2 separate regions of the Zea mays genome follow, and region 2 is linked to region 1. The links are chromatin contacts, called in public Hi-C maps. All regions are on one chromosome and are shown on one strand. The core of a region is the stretch at or near the end of the contact, and the rest is flanking DNA. Distances in the headings are between cores, read along the strand shown. Region 1 holds the start of LOC103643458 (serine/threonine protein phosphatase 2A regulatory subunit B''beta). Region 2 holds the start of LOC100381827.

Region 1 (6,424 bases), core at 1,604-4,103:
AAACAACTGAAGTTTGGAAAAGAAATATATTAAATCAACTACAACATATGAAACAAACAACCAATGTTCTTGTATTATTACTTACTTCCCCTGGGAGAATCATGTATAGTTTTGACTCATAATGAAGCTAAGGATGCCTTGATTTTACATATTCTTGGTAAACATGAAATGAAGGGAAATGGCCAGGTAGATGTTGAAAGGGGTACTACCAAGACTAAGACTAAAAGATCATATTGCTTGAAAGTGACTAACTTCATTATGTCTCAAAAGGTAATAGTATATGTTCAAGCTAGAAAGCCATTACATATAGAACAATGCAACCTAAATTTTCCCATAGCACTTTTTTTGCTTCAGTCAATCCATAATCGACGTCATATATACAGGATAAAATGTAAATTTCTAAATTCTCTTGTCATGAACCACCAGAAATCAACTCTTTGCTAGTGTATTTTTATATGCTCAAAATGGCCCTATGAAAATATGACTCATTAATTCATTTTTTTAAAAGTGGAGCTGTTATACAGCCACACTAATGAAAGGTAACAGAACCATGATTGGAATTGAATCAACATGTCAATTCGTATGGACAACCAAGAAAAGGTTTGAAAGTCTTGTTATTAGTCATGTAAAAATATAACTTAGAACCATCCCAATCTTTTTAAAAGCAATTACATGCAACACACCACTCATTTTCATAATTATGCCATGTCAATTCTTCACGAAACCGTTTCAATCGATGAGTGCAAGATCACCCTGCGTGAAAATATAATCTAGGAACAAAACAGTCATGAGATGAAACAGAGATCACTTGCAATCAAAAAATACAAATTGATCCATACAATGCTATGGAAGTTATAATACCTTTCGGAACTATTGCAGTTGACATCGATTTTTTGGCTTGTTATGAGACAAACACACAAGTAGAGATTCATCTATTGACAGTGTATTATCTCCTTGGGGGATAGGAAGTACAATATTTTTCTCTTGAGATTCCATCCTCGCTAGACAAAAACCTACAATCATTATTACTAATACCTCTTTGCTTGGAGAGAAAATTGAGCAAACATAAATTGGAAAGACAGTTATAGGACATATTGTGGGCAGCATGGCTGATTCATCTTTTTTATACCTTAAATTCTTGGCATCAGAATCATCTCTTTTGGGATAAAAAGTATGAGCTCCTAATACCGAAAAAGGGCATATCTAAACTCTTACATTCAAAATCCACAATGCAAATATCTGCAGCTTTTATTTAAATACCCAAATGGAGAATAACTACATCTAATAGTATCTCTATCCAATGTTTGCATAGAACAGTTTCACGCGCAACATTTCCACTAAATCAATAAAATAGCATGTGCATTGAGAAAAAAGGACCAAAGTTATTGGTAGTGCCATGATCACAAATGGATTCAGATTAGCAAAAATATGCACAGCTCAAAATTCAAAACCCATTAGTAGCAGACACAACAGTGATATCACAAGGGTTTAATTTCTGTACAGTACAGATCAACATCAGGTCTCTAAAGTAAACTAAATTACACAAGCATGCGTGAGTTCCTGAAACGATCAGAAAAGGCAAATTTAAAGTCACCAAACCTCAGAGCTCGCTATGCTGCGTAGAAGTCCTTGAAACACCAGCGAAGAGATCTTTGGCAATGACAAGCAAACCCTTTAAGTCCTTAGCTCCCACTTCCAGGCAATCCTTCAGCAATTCCCCTTCCTCCACCTCCCACTTAATATCCATGAACACCTCTCTCAATGGCCCCTAAACCGCAACAAATGTCACAAATCGACAGAGCAATGTGTGAATCAGAGGCACCACGAGTGAATAGGTCAGTTACCTCTTCGGAGAAGGCGAGTAGAAGCCCGTTCAGAAGCTGCGTGGCGACGTCGCAGATGTCGTCGTAGTGTAGGCGCATCCACTGCGCAGCGTCAGTGGCGGAACGTAAGCGCGAGGCCTGCGCGACAGCGGCGATGAGACGAGAGGCGGCGACTGCGCAGGAGAGGCCGCATCCGATGGCCGAGGAGAAGGCGTAGTGGCGGAGGTAGTCCCAGCCGAGTCCCCACGCACCACGGGACGACAGGAGGGAAGCGATTCGCCGTACACGTGCGGCCGCCGCGGCGTCCCCACGAGCAACACGTGTGATGGCGGCGCAGGAGAGGAGCGAATGGGAGAGGGAGACGAGGGTTGCTGCGTGGCGGAGCGGAACGCGGAGCGCCGAAGTACGTGGGGTTAGAGTAGAGAAAAGTAGGACGAGGACGAAGAGAGGGAGATGGGGTCGCGATGCTCGCCGGCGGCGAATGGCTCCGGCTACGGTCATTGGAGGAGGCCGGTGGAGATCGAATGATTTACTGTATGTGATTATTACTTTGGCGATGCGCACGGGATTCACGCGAGGATGGGGGTGGCCGGTTGGCTGCTGGCGGCGATGCGCACGGGGAGGGAGGCCGGTTGGCGGATCAGATGGCGGAGGCGCGGGGCGCAACGACGGACGGTCGAAATTGGTATAGATGGACGATCGAGATTCGCGCGAGGCAGAACTAGATGTAGGCAGACTATCCCTTACAACCTTAATATAGTAGTCTAGATTAACATAACATGTAGCAACGTGTAATTTGCTAGTTACAGTAGGAATTAAAAAAAGTGTATATATGGATCTACTCGGAAAGACTAAAGGAGTGTTTGGTTTCTAGGGACTAATGTTTAGTCCCTTCATTTTATTCCTTTTTAGTATATAAATTGCTAAATATAGAAACTAATTATTTTAGTTTCTATATTTGGCAATTTTGGAACTAAATTGGAATAAAATCTAGGGACTAAACATTAGTCCCTAAAAACCAAACACCTCCTAATTATTTTGCTCAATTCTAGCTATAGCTTTACCCCAAACCGAAAGTGGCATCCGAAAGATCAATTTATTTTGCACTCCGCTGTTATATCGACGTGCACCACCGTCTTGCCGTCGCTCATTTCCTCCTCGCTCGGCTGCTTGCCTAGGGTTTCACCTGCTACCGCCCCACCTCCAGCCGTCGCTTCAGATCCCGCCGCTGCCGGCGCTCGATCCTACTTCGTTGCTCCTAGCTGATCCCGCTGAGCTCGGATTTGGGCCCTTCCTCCCCGCCGGAACAGCGTCCGGACGCGCGGGGGCAGATCTGGGTTTTGGTGGCCCGCTTGGTGTATGAGAAGGCCTCCAGAGCTTGGAAGTAATGGAGGTGGAGCCGGCGAGGAGGGACGCGGCAGCGCTGGACCCGGAGCTGCTGCAGCTGGCGGAGCTCGCGCCGGGCGCGCTTCGTGAGAACTCCATAGCTGATGCGCTGTATTCGCAGTGGCTCGTGCTACCCGAGACGACCAAGCTGGTATCCTTTTACGCGTCCTGTCGCCTTCCTCGCTTGCTTGCTGCTTTGGTTTGTGCTTAAATTTCCCTGGACTCTGATGTTAGGCTCAGACAAGTTGGAAACATCTTTCGAACGTTTCGTTTGGTGTCCTTTGCGCTGCGGCGCCTACTGGTTAGGTCATTATTTCGTATCGCATTTACCAGCTTGTGACTTAGATGAAGTATGATGATGGACTTTAGTAGATCAAAGTGCAGGGTTCATTTAGTGGTTTGGTTTGTCTTTATTCGTACTTATGTTTCTTTGTCTATGATCTTGTTCTTGGAAGCTCGGCAATGTAAATTTCATTGTAACTGGGCTGACTGGTATATTTCAGTATAATACCACATGAGGCTAAATGTCACTACCAGACTAAAAGCAACTTATTGCCGGGAGTGATCTTAGCCTTATTGAATTACTTTATTGTTATCTACACTACCATTGTTTTTTAAATTTTGGTCATTTGGTGACATGAGCATGTATCATATTTGCAGGAGATATGTGCCATATCAGTGACCTGATTAGTGTCGCCTAAGCTGTGTTTCACGTCAACAATGATATAGGAACTAGCCTGGTGCATGCGAATCTTGTCTTAGTCTGAATTCTTATTTTTATTGCTGTCAGAACTGTCCTTGCATAAATCAGGGCATGTGCCAAACTCTAAACTGAGGCCTTTCTATATAGAACAATAAACCTATGATTTCAGATGACATGTGATTATATTTTATAATAAACCTATCTTATGTTTCCATTTTAGATTGAATTAGATCGTTTATTCTTTATTATTTATCAATTGATGCACAAATACACAAAAGATGGAAATACGAAGAATAAGAGATGTATGACAAACCACAAAAAACAAAACAGTTCACTGATCTCTATAGTTCATCTATCATCTGAAGCATTTGAAGAAGAAAAAGATGAAAATAAGAAACTTCCTGTCTCCTAAATTGTTGAGTTGTTGCCTGTGCTGATGTGCCCTTATTTGTTTGTCGCTAAGCACTAGAGCCTGCAGGCCTGCACCTTGCAGCCATGCAGATCAGGCTGCATGTACGCTGGCTTCTGGTGGGCATGTGCACCAGTGCACGTCCATGCTCCACTGCAGCAGCACACTGGCACTGCCTGTTGGTGCTTGGCCCTTCCGCATGAGATGAACAACAGAACAAGCGCCTCTGACCGTCGGAGCAATGATTTCAAGTCGGTTGACTTGCTAGTCGATCCACCCGGGCGATCAGGCGACTAATAACGATAAGGACGACAATTAGGTCGACTAATCAGGTCCTAATCGACCTGGTCGCAGTCGTCCTGCATATTTACAGGACCTATATATATAGCATATAGGAGGCTATACCAAACATAGCGAATATGGATATTGAATACTGGAACTGGACAATTCAGATTTCAGACCATCAGTCAGTCACTAACTCGCTACTGCACGTTCAACAGCTGCTGCATGTTCATGGCGCCAATCCCTCTCTACACATACACAAGGAATGGAAGAAATTGAGGCATAGATCGCAGTCGCACAGTGGGAAGCAGAGGGGAGCAAAGGCGCGCAACAGGAAACAGAGGTGAATTCAAGAGCGCAGAGGGGAATTCAAGAGGGGAACAGATCTTCAGACGATGTACTCATCTTGCCGCTGCGCAGGCTGCTGGGTCGCCGCCGCCGCCGAGAGGTCAGAGAGCAGCCGCTGGAAGCACCGCCGGAAGAGGGCAGACGCCGGAATCAAGAGAGAGGGCAGCCATTGGAATCAAGCAGAGAGGGCACAGGGCAGCCGCCGGTAGAATAGAATAGGGAGCAGCATTATTTAACTAAAACCCTAACAGTAATGGCCTAATGGGCCTTATTACCGGTCGTCCAGCCCACATCCAAATCAGGCCTTAAAAAGAAACTAGTCGTCCCCACCCTAATTGGGGCGCTTAGTCGATGAATAGTCAGACGACCAGACAATTAGTCGACCTGATCGAGTCAGACTTCCTAATCGCACCAATAGAACCGACTTGACCGATCGCGATTAGTTGGACGACTTGAAATCATTGGGTCTGAGTCTGAGACGGCTGGCTTGGATATGAACAAGCACAAGCCACAAGCAAATGGAATGCTGGATCTTTGGGAGTTGCTGCATTTTCTTTGGTTGATCAAACAGAGTAATTTGACCATGGAATATAGTGGGTCACTGGTGCGACACCGCTTGTTGTGGCCCTCAATTTTGGTGGCACCGTCCCCATGCCCCTAGGGATGAGTCTAATTGCTGTATAAGTAGAGTTTAAGAGAGTAGCTGGTGGTTGATTTATGGTTGATACTACATACTAGTGAGATGGTCTGAGCTTTATGAGCAGATTGTATGTGTTGGGTATGCAAACATGTGCATTCCTGTTGATGCCATTTTTGTGGTGCTACACTATAAGAACCACTGTTTTCAAGTTGTCCGATTAATCACGATTAATCGTCCAAGTCGGTTTGGACCAATCGTGATTAATCGTCCAAGTCGGTCAGTCAGAACAACCAGCAAGTCGTCCGACTTGAAAACAATGATAAGAACACTAGCTTAAGACGGTTAGATATGCTTGTCTCCAATTTGGGTTAGTTTTTGTTGTCCATCATTTCTGCAAAGTGCTGATTGTGGGGGCCTAGTGCATGTGTTGATTCTACCTTTTCAATAGCATTACGATAGAGGGCACACAGGATACTGATTTTGCTGCTGAGTCCTTTTGAGTTGAGAGTGTGTGCCGTTGCTTTGATTGTTCTCAAGTGCTCCTTGGTAGCTTAGTTTATGCATGCTCGCCTGATCGCCCAGGTGGATCGACTAGCAAGTCGACCGACTTGAAATCATTGGATGAGTGTGAATGTGGGTTTGGAACCAACAGCCATGGTTTGAATTCCCATTTATACATAATTTTAGCATTTGTACTATTTAAATGTGGGGGAGCACCGAGCACGACGACGGTGGAAACCATGGAACTGTGGAAACTGACGCTTTAACTTAGTAGAGATAAGTTAGGTATCCTGTCTGTGCCTAGAAAATGCAGACCTTCTGTAATTTGTTAT
Region 2 (6,916 bases), core at 3,280-5,779, 220 kb before region 1:
TCTGTTGTGGCTGTTGTGCATATGTTACGTTCCAGAAAAACAAAGTACATACGTTACATCAAGTATATACTTGTGAAATCACTTATGGCATGTTCGTTTTTTATCTTAATCTATGTGGATTTAAGGGGTTGAGTGAGTTTAAATTTATAACAAGTTAAAATCTATAACAAATTAAAATCCCTACTATTTTTTAATTCTATCTAATACATGTGGTGTAGAAATAACTAAAACATGTCCTTAGATCTTGTTCGGTTATTCTAATTACATGTAGATTAGGGCCTGTTTGTTTACCCCCATGGATTATATAATCTGGATTATTTTTGGAGGATTATATAATCTGGATTATATAATCTGGATTATATAATCTCGGTAGTCCTGTTTGTTTACCCAGATTATTTGAGTTGTTAATAGGATTCTTTTGTATGAGAAAGACAAGAATACCCTCTATATTTGTACTAGGTTGAAACTCATATATGAAAAAAAAATCAATTGACATTGGCAAATATTGCATTAGCAATATTATCACGAAAGGCATTCATGTCACCTTCTTCATCCTCAAATTGACTAGTACTAGGCGCAAAAACGATTCGGTGGATTATAATGGCAATGGTGGGTAATTTCTAGGAAACTTGAAAGGGTAGTGGGGAAGTGGGAAAAAAATAATCTGAAATAAGCACCTCCTCACTTGCTTATGGATTATCATAATCCAAGGGGTTAGATTATATAATCTAGGTAAATAAGCTGGACTGTTTGTTTGCCTCTTAGGATTATTTAATCCAGATTATATAATCTGGGGGATAAACAAACAGGCCCTTAGAGTGTATTGAAATGGATTGAAATTAGATTTTAACTTGCTATGGATTTAAACCGGCTCAATACCACAATCCACATGGATTAAGGGTGAAAAGAATAAGCCCTTACCCTTACGTAGAAAAAACATGCTAGGCCCATTGTTATGCCACATATATATGTGTCACTATCAGTAACCGTAACCGTAAGATCCATCTCACGAGTAAGTTTATGCACATATAAACGTTTGTCGTGACAACAAAATTAGGACATGTCACGCAGTACATGTGACCCTATCCGAATTTAGCTTGCATGCGAACCATATCCGATATGATAGGTAAGTTAGATCTGAAAGAAAGATAATGTAGCTATTTTTCTAATTGAATAGGAAGGGGATTTTTTCCTCGTGGACCCCCTTCGTATCTTTGTACATCAAACCATCCCAAAATAGTATTTATTTTAGAGTGCTAGTGGATTCATACAATATTTGATGTACGTGTGTTTTTTATATTTTTTATATGTGTCTAGATTTATTGTCATCCATTTGAATATGGACTAAAAATAAAGAGCTAAAATAAACAATATTATGTAATTGAGGGAGTATGTGATAAAAATCATCTAGATAGACGATACCTTAAACACAATAGCTCCATTAACTTAGGGGTTTAAATGCACTAAAATTAATAGTTAGTGCCTAAAATTAGTTGAGATATTTAAATATCTAGTTAATAGTTCAGCTATTAACTATTTTTGATAAATTAGTTAATAGTTAGATAGCTATTTATTATCTAGTTAATTTCACTAATATTTTTTAATCAACTAACTATTAATTCTAGTGCAGGCTCCTTAGTCCTTGTCCTGCATGGGTGACTAGCTGGTAACAGACGAAACCTGTTTTTCCGACAATCGAGCGCCGAAAAAGGACTGCCACCAACCGCTCGCTTTCCCTCACCTCCCCACCTCTCTCGCTCCCTCCCTCCCTCCCTCCCATTGCAGGATCGGCACCGATGCGATTCAACCGCGGCCTCGCATCCGGTGCGGAGGTCTGCAATTGGGGGGAGGCTCCTCTCCGCCGTTGGAACCGCTGCGGCGTCGCAGCCTGTGCGACTTTCCTGCTGGTTCCTCATCCCTCAGGTACGCGCTTCGCGCCCTGGACGTTCTCTTGTTGCCATCCACATTTGAGTGTGATCCTGGCCCCGCTGGGCAATGTTACTCTGTTCTTCTTCTCTTTTTTTTTTGACGGAACTGTAGTGACCGGATCCTCTACAGGAGGAATTAATTAAAGAAAGAAAGCGTTACAGGGAATGCTGGTCTGTCTGTGGATGCTGTTTGTGCTAATGTGGCTGATTCAGGTTTCATTTTCTCTGTGGTTTTCAGGGACAGATTTTGCATTCTTTGGCATTACTGTTTGATGGCAGACAGTAGTGCTCCTTCTCTGTGGAGGCATTGGGGCAAAAGGCAGTTGAACTGAACGGGCACATCAATAGTCTCTGGCCTCCAAGGGAAATTGGGAAATTCAGATTGAACGTGGCTGCATCATTTTTCCTTTCATTGGTCTTTTCAGCAACAGCGATCCATTCTCGTAGGGGGGAGAGAGAGAGAGAGAGAGAGGGAGAGAAATCAAAGAGGAGAGTGATCATGGAGCATGTGATCGGAGGGAAGTATAAGCTTGGGAGGAAGATTGGGAGCGGATCCTTCGGAGAGCTATATCTCGGTACATTCTGTGTATTTTATGCATATTATGGTCGTGTTTTGTTAGCCCCATAAATAAATTTTTATTCTTTCTAGTGTGACTTTTCTTGATCTAGGTGTTAATATACAGAATGGAGAGGAAGTGGGAATAAAATTGGTATGTGCAAAAAAACCAGGCTGGAACGTATATACTGTTTGCATTTAATGTAGTATAACATGTCTCTTATCTAGAGTCTGGATATACCTTTGCTGAAGCGTTTGGTTCAAGGCCTCACCTTTTCTTTGGTTTGATCTGTCAGGAGCCTGTGAAAACAAAACATCCACAGCTGCACTATGAATCTAAAGTTTATATGCTGCTGCAGGGTGGAAGTAAGTCGATTGTAATTTATATGATTATTTGCAGTAATTTGTGTCCACGCCTTCTGGTTGCTTATTTAGTCACTCATTTTTGACACAGACGGTATCCCACACCTCAAGTGGTATGGTGTTGAGGGGGAGTACAATGTTATGGTGATCGATCTTCTTGGCCCAAGCTTGGAAGATTTGTTTAATTCCTGCAACAGGAAATTTTCTATGAAAACGGTGCTTATGCTTGCTGATCAACTGGTGAGTTTATTCATTCCATATTCAACCTTACGCTGCCCTGCAACAGTTAGGAGGCAAGTCAACTTTCTGGAATTTGATAACAGCTATTGGTTGGGAGTTACATGTTCAGAAGTTTCATGAGCATTCTGCCATAAGTGTTGCCTTCTTTTGTGGGTTTTAATTCCAAAGTATTAGATCATTGATGGTACAAATGGATTTCATGAACACCGTATGTTGTTCTAAGTGTATCGCAGGCAAGCTTTGCAAGATTGTACATATTTTAAGTTTGATTCTTTTTCCTTAGTGGGTGTTGGAAGGAGAGCGAGATTTTATTATTGTCCTGGACTTACATTATTAAATCTTCCATTTTTAGATAAACCGAGTGGAATACATGCATTCCAAGGGATTTATTCATCGTGACATCAAGCCAGACAACTTCCTTATAGGCTTAGGTCGGAAAGCTAATCAGGTTAAACCCCAAATGTCATCTGCTTTTGTTATTTTCAGTATAAAAAGAGCATAGTAGTTACTTCTCTAATACTAATAATATCTGGTAATAATCCCCGAGATTCTTACTCGTCAATGAACAATATGTGAAGACATATCCTTTTTATTCTGCAGGTCTATATCATTGATTATGGGCTTGCTAAGAAATACAAGGACCTTCAGACTCATAAACACATCCCATACAGGTGAAGCATATTAATGAAGTTTTCACTTATAACTAACCCTGGACTTTGTTGGGCCAAACAATTATTCCATTAAATTGCAAGTTCATAAGCAGAAACTGGGATGTGATAATTCGTGCAACCTCTATACTGCACCTATGTGATAATTCGTGCAACCTCTATACTGCACCTATGTCACAACTTCCTAGGTGTTGTTTGGTTTATATATTTGTAACGTAATAGGTAACAGATAATGTTAAATTATATTTGTTTAAATCCAACCGTAATCATATACCACACTACAAATTGATACCGGTCTATTCAAGTGTGAATCGTTATCATTGTCATTTACGTTACATTTCGTGAATCAAATGGCACCCTACATTTTGTCAAGAGACACTGGCTAATGGTACACTGTTGGGCAATCCAACTGAGGTTTTGTATATTAAATATAGTATCGGATCATGGTAGAGAGGCAACCTGAGTGGATTGTTTGATCTTGCGATATTTACATGTAAATTTCAGAAATAAAATGACAAATTACTCAAAATGTTCATGTCCAATCGTGTCATGTTGTTGTGCATTAGTATCTTCTTGAAAGCCCAAGAATAAGTTTTAACACCAAGGTTAAAAGTAGTGTCACATCACATGCAAATATTTAATGCGTTTTCTGTGATATTTGCAAACTAGGACGCTAGGTTCAAATTTAATCGATAGATTAGACATAAAGTGAACCTTTTCATTTTTGTGACTACTTGTTTTTTATGGTAAATGATTAATTTTTTTTATGCACAGGGAGAACAAAAATCTGACTGGAACAGCACGTTATGCTAGTGTGAATACTCATCTTGGAATAGGTGAGCTCAATGAGCAAATCAAATATGTTACCATGTGTCTGCAATTGCATTAAAATCATACGCTTTTTAATTCTTGGATGCTTGGTCATGAAATAAACTTAACCTGACGATTGACGAAGGAGAAGCTACTTAATCTAATGCTTTCAAAAGGAGGGAAACACAATGTATTTGTTTTTCATGTACCTGTACTTGTTTCATCCAGAACAAAGCAGGAGAGATGATCTGGAGTCTGTTGGCTATCTTCTGCTATATTTTTTAAGAGGAAGGTTTGTCCCGAAAATCTGTATATTTTACTGTATTTCCTCTTTTACTAATACTATACTTGACATGCTTTTACGTTATGCTTAGCCTCCCATGGCAGGGCCTTAAAGCTGGCACTAAGAAACAAAAGTATGATAAAATTAGTGAAAAGAAAATGCTTACCTCGGCAGAGGTACTTCTTTTTGCCAACACGAACATTGTAATCCTGTCATGGTAGCTGTTGCAGACACTGTTTGAACTAACATTGTCTTAAACAGATTCTGTGCAAATCTTACCCGCCGGAGTTCGTCTCATATTTCCACTATTGTCGCTCCCTGCGATTTGAAGACAGGCCAGATTACTCTTCAATGAAGAAGCTCTTTCGTGATGTATTTATACGGGAAGGTACACACCTTTCTTCTGAGTGACCCCGCTAATGTGACCATTGTTCTCGCCTGCACTATGATCCGGTGTTAGGAAACTGGGTCTCATTATAGATTAACACTGTAGGATACCAATTTGATTACGTATTTGACTGGACTGCACTCAAGTACCCTCAAATGGGCTCCAACAACAAGCTTGTTCAAGTATGTCTCTCTAATCTTATATCTATGTCTTGTCTACATTATTGGTGAATTACTATTGTCTTTTCGTTTCACTAAAATGCCATTATGTTTCTTAAATTATCTAGCAACCAAGTGCAAGAATGGCTGGAGTTGGACCATCAGTTGAGAGAACAGACAAAGCTTCCAGTATGTCTCCTGGTAGTTAATTGCATTTGGACCATTGCTATGTGAAAATTGATCGATTGACCTAATTAGTTGCGTTTTTGCCAGTGGGACAAGAGATCCGGGATAGGTTCACTGGTGCTGTTGAGGCATTCGCCAGAAGAAATCCAGGCTCTGGGCGCCCTGCAGATCATTCCAGTCATTCCAGGCACAAAAGCTTTGCAGATTCCTTTGGAACGTCCAACGAAGCAGTAAGTATCCGATTTATTGCTCTTGTAGAAAAAAAGTATCTGATTTAGCTGTGGTAGCTAGTAAACATGAATGGAGGTATTAACTTTTTAAACGAAAATATATACTTAGTGTCAAATCCACTAAATAAAAGATGAGTCTAGTGAATTGAAAATAAAGGGCATTTCCTCTTTTCCATGTTCTTAGTATTTTGCTGAAAATCTTTCTGCTAACTCAGATCAGTTCTTAAGAAGTGTATTATAATATTTTCATAGATTTTTTTTGATGGAAATATAATACTACTGTACTAACTTACTTATCTGGCACGCACCAGGTTGCCGACTCATCAGAGAAAACGCGCATCTTGTCCCGGGGAGGGAGCTCGTCGAAAATGCCCGCAGCTCCGTCCACCCGGCCGACCTCTTCGGGGGACTGCAGTGACCAGAACCGCCGGTGGGTCTCCGGCAGCAGTGGCGGCAGCGGGCGCCCGTCCCCCGCGCAGAGGCTCCACCACTCGGGAGGCGCCGAGAACAGCAGGTCGTCCCCGCGCTCCCCCGTGGCCCGGAACGCGGCCGGGAGGGGAGGCTCCGCCTCGCGGGACAACACGACGTTCCGCAGCCTCGAGCGCCTCACCATCACCACCAGCAGGAGGAAGTGAGCTGCCGAGGACCACGCCGACGAATTCTGAGAGTGGAAGGCGGTTACTAGGCCGAGGAACTTTTGCGGGATCCTTGCTCTCTGCAGCTAAAGCAAATCGGCAAATAGATGATGGATGGATGGTTACAAGGCTGCCATGAAAATGCACCCTTTCCCCAAACCCCAGCGTATAGTATAACGCTCTCCCCAAACTCCAAGAGGGAAGACAACTCCAAAGTACAATGCAATCTTGATTCTGTCGATCTGGCACTAGTTTTAAGGTGTTATTGCAGAATCCCTCCATTTGACCATAAATTTTAAAAACGTATACAAGAATCTGAGTTAATTTTGTTTACCGGGTATTTGGCTCGAAGAATCGAATAACCTGTCACTTTCTCACAACACATTTTCTCTGCGGGGTTTGAAGAAGGGTTATTTGAATTGGCATCACAGACATTTTTTAAAACTTTCCACAACTTACTATTTGCTTCTT

The links. Hi-C and Micro-C count contacts between places; a contact is called where the count stands out from the background.
Region 2: a contact with region 1 is called in a Hi-C map of bundle sheath, with 2.1 times the contacts expected there. The contact joins the promoter of LOC100381827 here to the promoter of LOC103643458 in region 1. A contact is called at or near these places in 4 of 25 Hi-C or Micro-C datasets (bundle sheath, ear, leaf and 1 more).

The regions. Positions count from the first base shown.
Region 1 is chr1:237,759,510-237,765,933 of Zm-B73-REFERENCE-NAM-5.0, reverse strand. It overlaps LOC103643458 (serine/threonine protein phosphatase 2A regulatory subunit B''beta), which reads left to right and starts at 2,853. Exons shown (of 13, transcript XM_008666659.4): 1 at 2,853-3,360. The coding sequence starts at 3,211. It overlaps LOC103643459, which reads right to left and starts at 2,324. Exons shown (of 2, transcript XM_008666660.2): 1 at 1,845-2,324; 2 at 1,591-1,768. The coding sequence starts at 2,324. The coding sequence ends at 1,601.
Region 2 is chr1:237,979,799-237,986,714 of Zm-B73-REFERENCE-NAM-5.0, reverse strand. It overlaps LOC100381827, which reads left to right and starts at 4,529. Exons shown (of 8, transcript NM_001174621.1): 1 at 4,529-4,591; 2 at 4,794-4,857; 3 at 4,940-5,024; 4 at 5,110-5,236; 5 at 5,342-5,418; 6 at 5,523-5,583; 7 at 5,668-5,810; 8 at 6,122-6,680. The coding sequence starts at 5,219. The coding sequence ends at 6,584. LOC103643460 (a long non-coding RNA gene) reads right to left here and starts at 6,421. Exons shown (of 4, transcript XR_002266408.2): 1 at 6,119-6,421; 2 at 5,245-5,286; 3 at 5,015-5,166; 4 at 2,848-3,124.